Linked DNA regions of Oryza sativa: region 1 is linked to region 2. Evidence: chromatin contacts called from public ChIA-PET data. All regions are on one chromosome and are shown on one strand. Each heading gives the region's core, a stretch centred on a gene start, on an enhancer-like site or on the middle of the called end of the contact. The rest is flanking DNA. Distances are from core to core; before and after follow the strand shown.

Region 1 (5,003 bases), core at 904-3,403, 66 kb after region 2:
AAGAAGATGTGTAAACAAGAAAATAAAATAAGAATGCAGAGAAAGAAAGAAAATAAATTGCTCTTGAAGCCACATGAGATTGGCTAACTACCATCCATTTGTTGACAAGAAAGAAAGCTCTTTTCACAAACAATATGATAATGGGTTTGTGAGAGGGGCATCACCAGCTTTGCATAAACAATGCATTAAGTCACTGTTAGTGGAGGTAACGAGTTAACATCAGCTCACTAGCCATGTAATTCTGGACCAAATCTTTTTAACCTCCCCATATGTACGCATCCACTGACATCCCCCATATGCCAATAGACAACCGAATTGACACCTTAGCTTCCAAGTTATTGTTTCAGCTGCCCTATGACGTCTGCATGTTAATTGGGGTCTTCTTTGCATTGCATTGAAGCTGGTTACTTCATTTTGGGTCAACAATAGTGGTCCGGATCCAATGTCTATCCCCCATCTTGCAACCAAAATTTTACACATCCCTCATGAATGGCCATGAGTGACCATCTTCAGTCACTCCATGCTTTCCAACTACAGTGGTCACAGCAATTTCTCTTCTTTACTTCAGTTATGTTGTGGGGCGAGGTGAGCGAATGCGTGAAAAAAAAAATTTTCATGCCATAGGACGATTCTCCATTTGACTCAGCTTTTCTGCTAAAGAAATTGTCAACATGCAAAAGATTAATTTAGTATTAAGTATTAAAAATATGAAAAATGATTTTATTTGTTTTTTAAATAAATTTCTATATAACTTTTTTTTTAAAAAAACACCGTTTAAGGTAAACGAGGAAGTTGGAAAAGCCAAACTCAGGCTAGAACGCACCCTCAGTCAATAAAAAGAAAGAACTCATTAATTTGGTCTGTGGATCCATGTTTAATTCTGTGACATTTGACAAGGTAGGCAAACACATGATGACTCGCAATTTTGGAACTACCGAAAGTATACTTGAGTATCAGTACTAGTACTGTATTTCAGTCAGTTGTCGACAACAGATTTTTGGTAAGAGATGTTCAACGGATTTCTTTTTTCCTATTGGAAACACATGTGAGCAATGATCTTGACACGCTGTTGAGAGTATTAATTGTCAGGTAGTGCTAATTGTTTTTACTCCATGTTGTTGTTGTTGTTGCTACACAGTGTGATTATTCTTATACTAGTATAAAATTGACACAATGTGGCACTAGTAATAGTAGTAGCTTGTCTTCTCCTATTAATTTTCCCCTAGTTTTATCTTGTGTTTGTCCATCTTTCTTTCAGTAGCAGTCAGTTCAGTTTCCTGGCTGGCCCTGAACCCAAGAAAATGAACAGTAAGCTAAATAGAAAAAAATAATCAATCCACTCCCAGTGAATGAATCATCAGATGCTGCTGAGCCTAACTCTAACTGTAGTTGTTCTAGCGATTCTAGCACTAGTACACTAGTGCAATTTACCCTTCACTTTCACCTTATCAAGGAAAATACTTAAAAAGCGATGTTAAAGGGAAAAAGAGGAAAAATCTCTGTTAACTACATTGAACAGCCTTGAAATTTTTTGTAAAGCTGCAATAAAGGCTTTGGATGAAAGGAGAGATATTTTAGCAGCGATTTTATCATGCTGCATTTAGTAGCAGCAGATTATTTGTTATTTGAAAACTCAAAATTCCAACCAAGAGATTGATTTGTACTTATCCATAATCTGGTATTAAACCCCACCTTTAATCAGGTGATTAGAATTGCCTTGATGAGCATGGATATTGTCACTGCATTTACCTTCAGACTTTTTTCCCCTTGAAAACTCAAAATCCCAACCAAGAGTTCAATATGTACCTATCCATAATTTGGTAGTAGTAAACCCACTTTTAATCAGGTGATTAGGATTTACCAGGTGCACACATACTGTCGCAGGGACTAGTTAGTTAATGGGAGGTGAAAGAAAGAACATGAGTGAGAGAGAGAGAGAGAGAGAGAGAGAGGGGGGGGGGGGGGAATGCTGCTACTCTAGTAGTAGGAGTAGCTAACAACCAAGAAGATGCCATGTCCTTGTTGCAGGGGCAGTGGTGGTAAGGTAAGAAATGCAGCAGTATAAGCAGTAAGCACTCCACTCACTCACCAAAAGCAGAAAAAGAAAGAAAGAAAGAAAGAAAGAAAAGGGACAAGGAGATTAACTAAGACACACCCCACCTACACACTCTTCTTCCTCCTCTTCCTTCTTCTTCTTCCTCTTCTTCTCCTCCATTTCCATTTCTCCACCCACCACCAAACATCTCCGGATCCTTCGCTCCATCCTCCTCCTAAGAAGAGCCCAAGAAGCCAGCAAGATCCAAAGATCAAGAGCAGCATTTGTAGCTGCAACTGCTGGTGCTGGTGCTGTTGCTGTTAGATCGAGGAGGATTCAACAAGTGTGTTGGTGGTGGTGGAAGTTGTTACAGAATTGCGGGTGAGAGAAGTTTCTTCACCGCACCTCACCAAAATCTCCATCCATCCGTCTGAATCCCAACTCCACCTGCAACTGCAACTGCACGGCGAGATTGCAGTACAACCCAAGAAACCATGATGAAGTGGCAGCATCAGTAGCAGTAGCAGCAGCAGGAGGAGGAGGAGGAAGAGGGCTCCTCTTTAATCCTTGCTTCACTCATCTTCATCAGAATCCTCCTTATTGGCTCCGCCTCGCATTCTGTGCTGCATCGGCTGTTGTATGGTCGGTGGCGAAGATGACGATGGAGCACGGCGAGGATTGCTGCGTCAAGGTGGCCGTCCATGTCCGCCCGCTCATCGGCGACGAGAAGCTTCAGGGCTGTAAGGACTGCGTCTCCGTCGTCTCCGGCAAGCCGCAGGTATTCCTTCTCTTCTCTTTTTATCACTCACTCATTTGGCTTCTTTTTTCTTGTTTATACGTCCCAATTCAGAGAGACTAGATTGACTCTCATCCTGTCAATTGTTTCTGGATTTCTCTTTTATTTTATTTTTTTTGGGGGGGACGTGATTTCCTGGGAAAATCCAAACAATATGATAAGTTCTCTGCATTGTTCTTTTAAGATTACCTGAAATTTTTAATTAAATTCAGAGATTGGAGACATATTTTGTCCAAGTCAAGAAAGAAAAATCTCTGACTCTGTTTTTCTCTGTTGAGTACAAGAACAGAGGAGCTCAGAAGAGGACTTGTTGTTTCCCCCAATTTTGGTCCTCTAATTCAGAAAAAAAAACTTGTCAAAATTCATGGAGAATCTAGCTTGCTTCCTTGTTTTAGCTCCCTATGAAATGATAGAGATGCCCATCTGTTCGCTTTCCCTTTCTCTTAGTTTTGTTTTCTTTTCCTTTTGATCATCATTAAATGAGGCTCTAGAGTCTTCCTTCTCCTTTTTTCTTCTTCAGAATAAAATTGTATATATTTTTTTCACTGTCGGCAGCGCCAAATGTTCCTCATTTTTTGGTGTGAAGTTGCGTCCAATGTTGATGACGCTAATGCTATACCCTTTCTTTTATCTGGGGCTGGAATTCTGTCAGCATCACGCAATTATCACCCAGGTTTTCTTTCTCCAGTTTTGTCCATCCAACACTCATCCTTGTTGGATTCTTCCCTTCCCTTCCTTTTCTTTCTTCCATCAAGATTTATTAAGTCATTTTCTCAGACAAAACGCAGCAAGATTAATTAGGTTCCTTAATTAATCTAATCCTCCATTACACAAACTCGAATGATGAGATCTGGCTTAGGTATCATATTCTTTTGGTAAGATGGTTTGCTCTCCATAAGACTGTTGTTTGTTGATCTTTCTTGGGTTCCCCACCAATTTCATTTCTTTGGGAGATGATGAAAAGTTACTTTCTTTCATTCTCCCAAATCAATCTTTTTACCGGTGGTGGCGGTGGTGATGATGGGGGTGAAAAAAAAGGGCATATCTTTCTTTGTTTTGTTGTTGCTGATGGGTTTTGTTGTTGCAGGTTCAGATCGGGAGCCATTCCTTCACCTTCGACCATGTGTACGGCAGCTCCGGCACGCCGTCGGCGGCCATGTTCGAGGAGTGCGTGGCGCCGCTCGTCGACGGCCTCTTCCAGGGCTACAACGCCACCGTGCTCGCATACGGCCAGGTCCGCCATTGCCATTGCCATCCAATCATATGCTTCCATCTCCATCCCCATGTGCCACCATGGACCACCATGTTGGGGAAGATGCAAAAGCCAGCACCACATCATGTGCTCCTGCTCCTGCTCCTCCTGCTGCTGCCTGCTAATCCCCTTTTCTTTTCTTTTCCTTTTCTTTTCACACTTGCTTATTAGTTGCTTTTCTTCTCCAGCTGTTTCTGCCTCATGATGCTAGATCATTTTCTTGTTTTTTCACATCCTCTGTGAACAAAAAAAGGAAAAGAAGAGAAGAGATTGGAAAAATGCTGATTGATTTGGTGGTTGTTTCATCTCTTCCTTTTTACAGACTGGGTCAGGGAAGACCTACACCATGGGGACGGCCTGCAAGGAGGGCTCACACATTGGGATTATCCCGCGTGCCATGGCCACGCTGTTCGACAAGATCGACAAGCTCAAGAACCAAGTAGAGTTCCAGCTGCGCGTTTCGTTTATTGAGGTAAATTACCTGTTCCTGGATGAATCAAACATTTGTGGGATTGTAGAGAATCCAATTGTGCTCGTTCTCTTGATAGATTCTGAAAGAAGAGGTGAGGGATTTGCTTGATCCTGCTACTGCTGCTGTTGGCAAACTTGAGAATGGAAATGGACATGCAACCAAGTTGTCGGTTCCAGGTAAACCCCCTGTTCAGATCCGGGAGGCGTCGAACGGGGTCATAACGTTAGCAGGATCGACCGAAGTGCATGTCACTACCCAGAAAGAAATGACGGCATGCCTTGAGCAAGGATCTCTGAGTCGTGCAACTGGAAGTACCAACATGAACAACCAATCAAGGTTAGCAAACATTATCCTAATCATTCGTCCTTTACCTTTTTTAGAGGAGGAAGCAGGTCCATTGATCAACCATAATTGATGACAAGAAACTAGCATCATTATGGTCAGAAAC
Region 2 (4,957 bases), core at 2,208-4,707:
TTAAGGATGTACGCACGTGGTGACGTGGAGTCACTACAAGAATCTGTAATTTTTTTTGGCAGCCAACAACCGCTAAGGGTAGTCTGAAAACCACCAAGAAAATATATCTTGGCAACCAAACGGATTCTTGTAGTGAGTGGTATGGATTTAAATTTGAAAATACACTTTTCATTTATTTTCCTCAGAAATATCCAGGATGCAACTATTTTTAACATAAATATACCATCATCATAAAGTGGGAGTGTGAAAAAGACACGATATTACTTAACCATTGTGTAAAAATGATACCGGCGTGACGATACCGGTGGCCATGCCGTGAGATCGCGGGACCCACCGCGGTCTCCCGAAGCCTGGGCGAGAGACCACACAATCTGCTTGGCCAACCAACAACATGGTCTCAAATTTTTTTATTTTATTTTTTGAACCTTTTAATTTTAATTTTAAAAATAAACCCATCTAAAATTTATTTTCAAGATCTGAAACTTTTGGCCATCACGCCGCACTCGCTGGCGTGACGACGTTATTTGGCCACGGCGGCATCGCTGGCATGATAGCGTTATTTGGCCACGCCGCTCTCGCTGGCGTGGCAGGACAAAACTGTCATGCCCGCTGCATGCGGCGTGACAGAGTTATTTGGCCACGCCAAAAGGTTTAGATTTGAAAATATTTTTTTAATGGTCTATTAATAAAATTAAAACATAAAAAGTCTTAAAAATAAAAAAAATTCATGGTCTCCTGAATAATTAAAGAAATAACAGTAATTAATTAATTGCTAATAATGCTAATTAATCTATTACTCTTGCGAGCGCTTTAGTTAGGGATGCGAAGTCGCGGTCTCACACACTCGTCGTGCAAAGACTGAGCAGTCTCGTGCCCTCACTGCGCGAAGTCGTGCACTCGCCGCGCGAAGTTGCATGGTAACACATGATTTCACACTTTCGTTCTGTAATGGTATACTTCTACAATTTTTTTTCTAAACGTGTATTTTTACGTAAATCCAATGAAAAAAGTATATTTTTTAAAAAAATTTGAGTGGTGTGCCGTTAATTTACAGGCTAATTAGATTGCATGGATTAGGTGAGAAGATTTCTACGAGTTGATGTGCAACTAATTGACGACGATGTAACTAATTAGATAGCTAATCAACTAATGAGGCAGCTTACCATCTGTTAATGCAAATTCAGCAGCGTCGTTCTGTTTTTAGTTGGGCCATCATATCGCCACTGCAATTCCCTGTGCCCACATGCATGCTTGCTTGACACATTTGATTGACATTACTGATGAATCGACTAGCCGTTTCTTTGGCGCCACAACTGTGTAGCTGAATGCATATATCATGCAGCATCTTCCATTTGTGTCTGCAGCTGCTAAATTTGTTTGTAGCTAGCTAGCTTGTTCCTTTTTCTTCAGACACCTCAACGGCTGGCTGATCAATTGAGATGGTGTTCGTTTCTACTAGAAGATATAGTTAGGATAAAAAAAACAAAGAAAGTTATTCACATATGATTAATTAAGTTCTAATTATTATAAACTTAAAATCAAAATTTTCTAATACTTTAGAGTAATTTTTATATAAAAGGTTTTCGCATGAAACATACCATTTAACCGCTTGAAAAACGAGCTAACGAAAACCGATGTTGAATCTACGAGCCCCATCAGTTGGCCTAATTAATATGCCAAAGCAAAAGCCAAAATTTCAATTTTTGGACTTAATTTTAAAGTTTATTTTAAGATATTTTCAACAAAATTTCTTTTTAGCGTTGGCTTTTAAGTCGCTATGAATAAATATAAAAGTTTAACTATAAATTATTTTTTATTCCCTAATAAATCGTTTTGGTTTATTAGGGGATATATATGGACAAACCGATGAGGCTCTACATCTTAATCACAGATATGGCTTAGTCTATATTTATCTGAATAATTAATGTTATCTTAACTATAATTTTAGCGAATCTTATTTGCTCCCAAAATTACACTTTAATCATATATAATAATTAATACTCATTTGGATCGGAAAATTTCACAGGAACCAATTAATATAAATCACAAGCAAATAATTATTTCATACTACTATGAATTGCTGGCAAAAGAGTGTAGTAATTGGCTGTAGTACAAGTGCAGAGGCAGTTTGGTGGCCTGCCGCATGAAGTAATTAAAAACCTCATCACTAGATAGGACATGAGAAGAAAATGCAGTTGCACTGTGTGATATTATGTAGGATCCGACACCTACATTATTCATTGGCGCTTGATATGATGCTACTCCCTTCGTTCCAAATAAAATAAACAAATATAGTGTATTGCAGTACTGTAAATTAGAAAATAAACAAATATAGTGTAGTCCAGTACAGTGAGTTACAATAGACTCCTATATAATACAATGTTTATTTATTATGAGACCGAAGGAGTAGGTTCCAGCCCACATGTATAAGCTAATCAAACTAAAAAAACGTGCTACTCCCTCCGTCCCATAATATAAGGGATTTTGAGTTTTTCTTGCAATATTTAACCACTCGTCTTATTCAAAATTTTTTGAAATTATTATTTATTTTATTTGTGACTTATTTTATTATCTACAGTACTTTAAGCACAACTTTTTGTTTTTTATATTTGTAAAAAAATTTGAATAAGACGAGTGGTCAAACGTTGCAATTAAAAACTCAAAATCCCTTATATTGTTGGACGGAGGGAATACTTGTTATTCCGATGAAGTTTGCAACATATCTTAACTTAACTCTGTCATCTTTTGTTTTATATCGATCGGGAAGCGTTAAAGTGTGGTAGTGTAGTCAACTTGCTATCATGATTTTTACTATTCACTCAGTCTGAAAATATAATAATTTCTCCGTATACATATTCCCTTTTTAATCAATCATAATTCTTTTACAGTTCAAATTCCCCCATCAATTTTCTACTCGTAACCTAGCACAGCCTTTACATATTTAATTCCACTTACTTTTTTAAGGGCCAATTTACCTAGTACCATCACAAAAATCACGGAGTTGGAAAATACCATCGTATGTGTCATTGACATGTGGGTCTAGGCCCCACATGTCATTCTCACGTACGATGGTATTTTGCAACTCACGTATCTTTGCGATGGTATTTCCCAATTTTTTTTCCTTTTTTTAATAGAATGTTTAACTCTAAAAAAATGTTATATTCTAAGATGTAGGTAGTATCAAAACTATATGTTTAAGTATCAATTTGATTGTAAAACTACATATTATAAAAGGTCTCGTGAAATTTACTCCATGTATATAAATCAAACAAATATATAAAAAAAGTTTGAGCTGAGAGGGAGCTAATGTATATTGTCCTCTGCAGTCTCCACATGAAGGCCACCAATTAATGGCAACAGTAGCAAAGACTGAAATCTCAGTATGGGCTGTACTATTGTGGTGCCATGTTAATTCCCGGCCCATAATGGTAATGTGGCAGGCTCACAAGCCAAATTTTGATGGTTGTGCCTTAACAAAAAGGGTCCTGGTTCTTGCCGTACAAACAGTAGCCCTGTGACTTCAAAGGTGTTCTGCAGTCCCTTTCCTATACATTAATAATTCAGCTTTTTTTAATCATTGATCTAGTTTCAGAAGCAACGTACTCTGCACTTCACTTTTGTCGCTTGATGACGGTCAGTGACACGTACCACGTTGTTCTTCTATACTACTAACACGCCGGCCGTAGATTATTAGGACCCTATTTAGTTCACACCAAACTTTCTCTCAACTTTCAACTTTCCATCACATCACATCATATCACATCCAAAACTTTTCTACACACATAAATTCTCAACTTTTTTTAACTTTTTTTCAAACTACCAATTTTTCCTAAACTTTTTCCTAATTTTAGAAACTGAACACAGCTTATGAACGGTAATTTTCTCAGTGTTTGAAACTATTGTATACCTCGTGATTATCGTTAAACATGAAGTGATGATAACCCTAATTAAAATAGTTTGGTAAACCTTGCTAACTAGATCCAAATAATAAGAAATGTGCTAGAAGAAAGGAGGACGATTTCATTTTTAATGTAGTGTAGTTTTAATGTAGTAGATATATGAGCATCATTCTTCTACGTACGAGTAGTGTCTATATATATATGAATGAGTACTAATCAATTTTGCAAATTAGTTTGAAATTTTGATATATTACAAATTAATTTGAAATTATGATAGCAATCAAAATTATTCTAGTGTTTGAAATTGTTATATAGCAAGGAAATTTATTTTGGTATACCACTTACTCTCCGTCCCATAATATAAGGGATTTTGACATTTTGCTGACACTGTTGGATCATTTGTCTTATTAAAAAAATTGAAATTATTATTTATTTTATTTGTGACTTACTTTATTATCCAAAGTACTTTAAGTACAACTTTTCGTTTTTTATATTTGTACAAATTTTTTAAATAAGACAAGTGGTCAAACAGTGCATGCAAAATGTCAAAATCTCTTATATTAGGGGACATAGGGAGTATTTTCTAAACTAGGAAGGTAGCCCACGCACATGCGATTGTGGCTCCAATATGCATGGGCACTTGTTTTAACTTAAAATAATGATTCTATGTAGGTGGATTTTTCTTGAAATATTCAATAACTCTATTCTAAGTCTATTTTGGCCAATAATTTGTATGGGATTACTCTGAATGTTGGCTATGGATTTCTTTTGATTACTCTTGCAACATATAAATTCTAAACTAAAATTACTTAAAACCATACAATCTTGAATTCATGAGAAAAAATATGATAGCACAGCAATGGTGTTGGCTCCTATGGAACTATGGTTTTTATGGTGCGTGTGTTTTTATTTTTTTGAATATTTACCATATCTTGTTTTTGGAGTTGCTAAAATTTTTTCTGCTCTACTATACTCGTCATTATGTATTTTAGGATATATGACATACCATGCATATTTAATAGAAATCACATAGGAAATGACATGATATGCACTACTAT

Evidence for each region. ChIA-PET counts read pairs in DNA pulled down with a chosen protein or histone mark.
Region 1: an H3K4me3 ChIA-PET map of leaf shows a contact between it and region 2, with 7 times the contacts expected there. The contact joins the promoter of KIN4A here to the enhancer-like site in region 2. A contact is called at or near these places in 5 of 15 Hi-C or Micro-C datasets (leaf, leaf mesophyll and an unstated tissue) and 3 of 4 datasets of contacts at active chromatin or transcription factors (leaf and seedling).

The regions. Positions count from the first base shown.
Region 1 is chr9:5,175,887-5,180,889 of ASM3414082v1, forward strand. It overlaps KIN4A (kinesin-like protein KIN-4A), which reads left to right and starts at 2,154. Exons shown (of 25, transcript NR_175402.1): 1 at 2,154-2,813; 2 at 3,919-4,065; 3 at 4,406-4,555; 4 at 4,632-4,891.
Region 2 is chr9:5,108,479-5,113,435 of ASM3414082v1, forward strand. No RefSeq gene overlaps it. Among protein-coding and RNA genes, the nearest start is that of LOC136351745, 19 kb to the right of the region's middle. Within about 2 kb of position 3,458, at least 14 of the 15 cell types and tissues checked have open chromatin away from gene starts, as enhancers often do. A contact at or near this core is called in leaf and seedling, where this site is marked.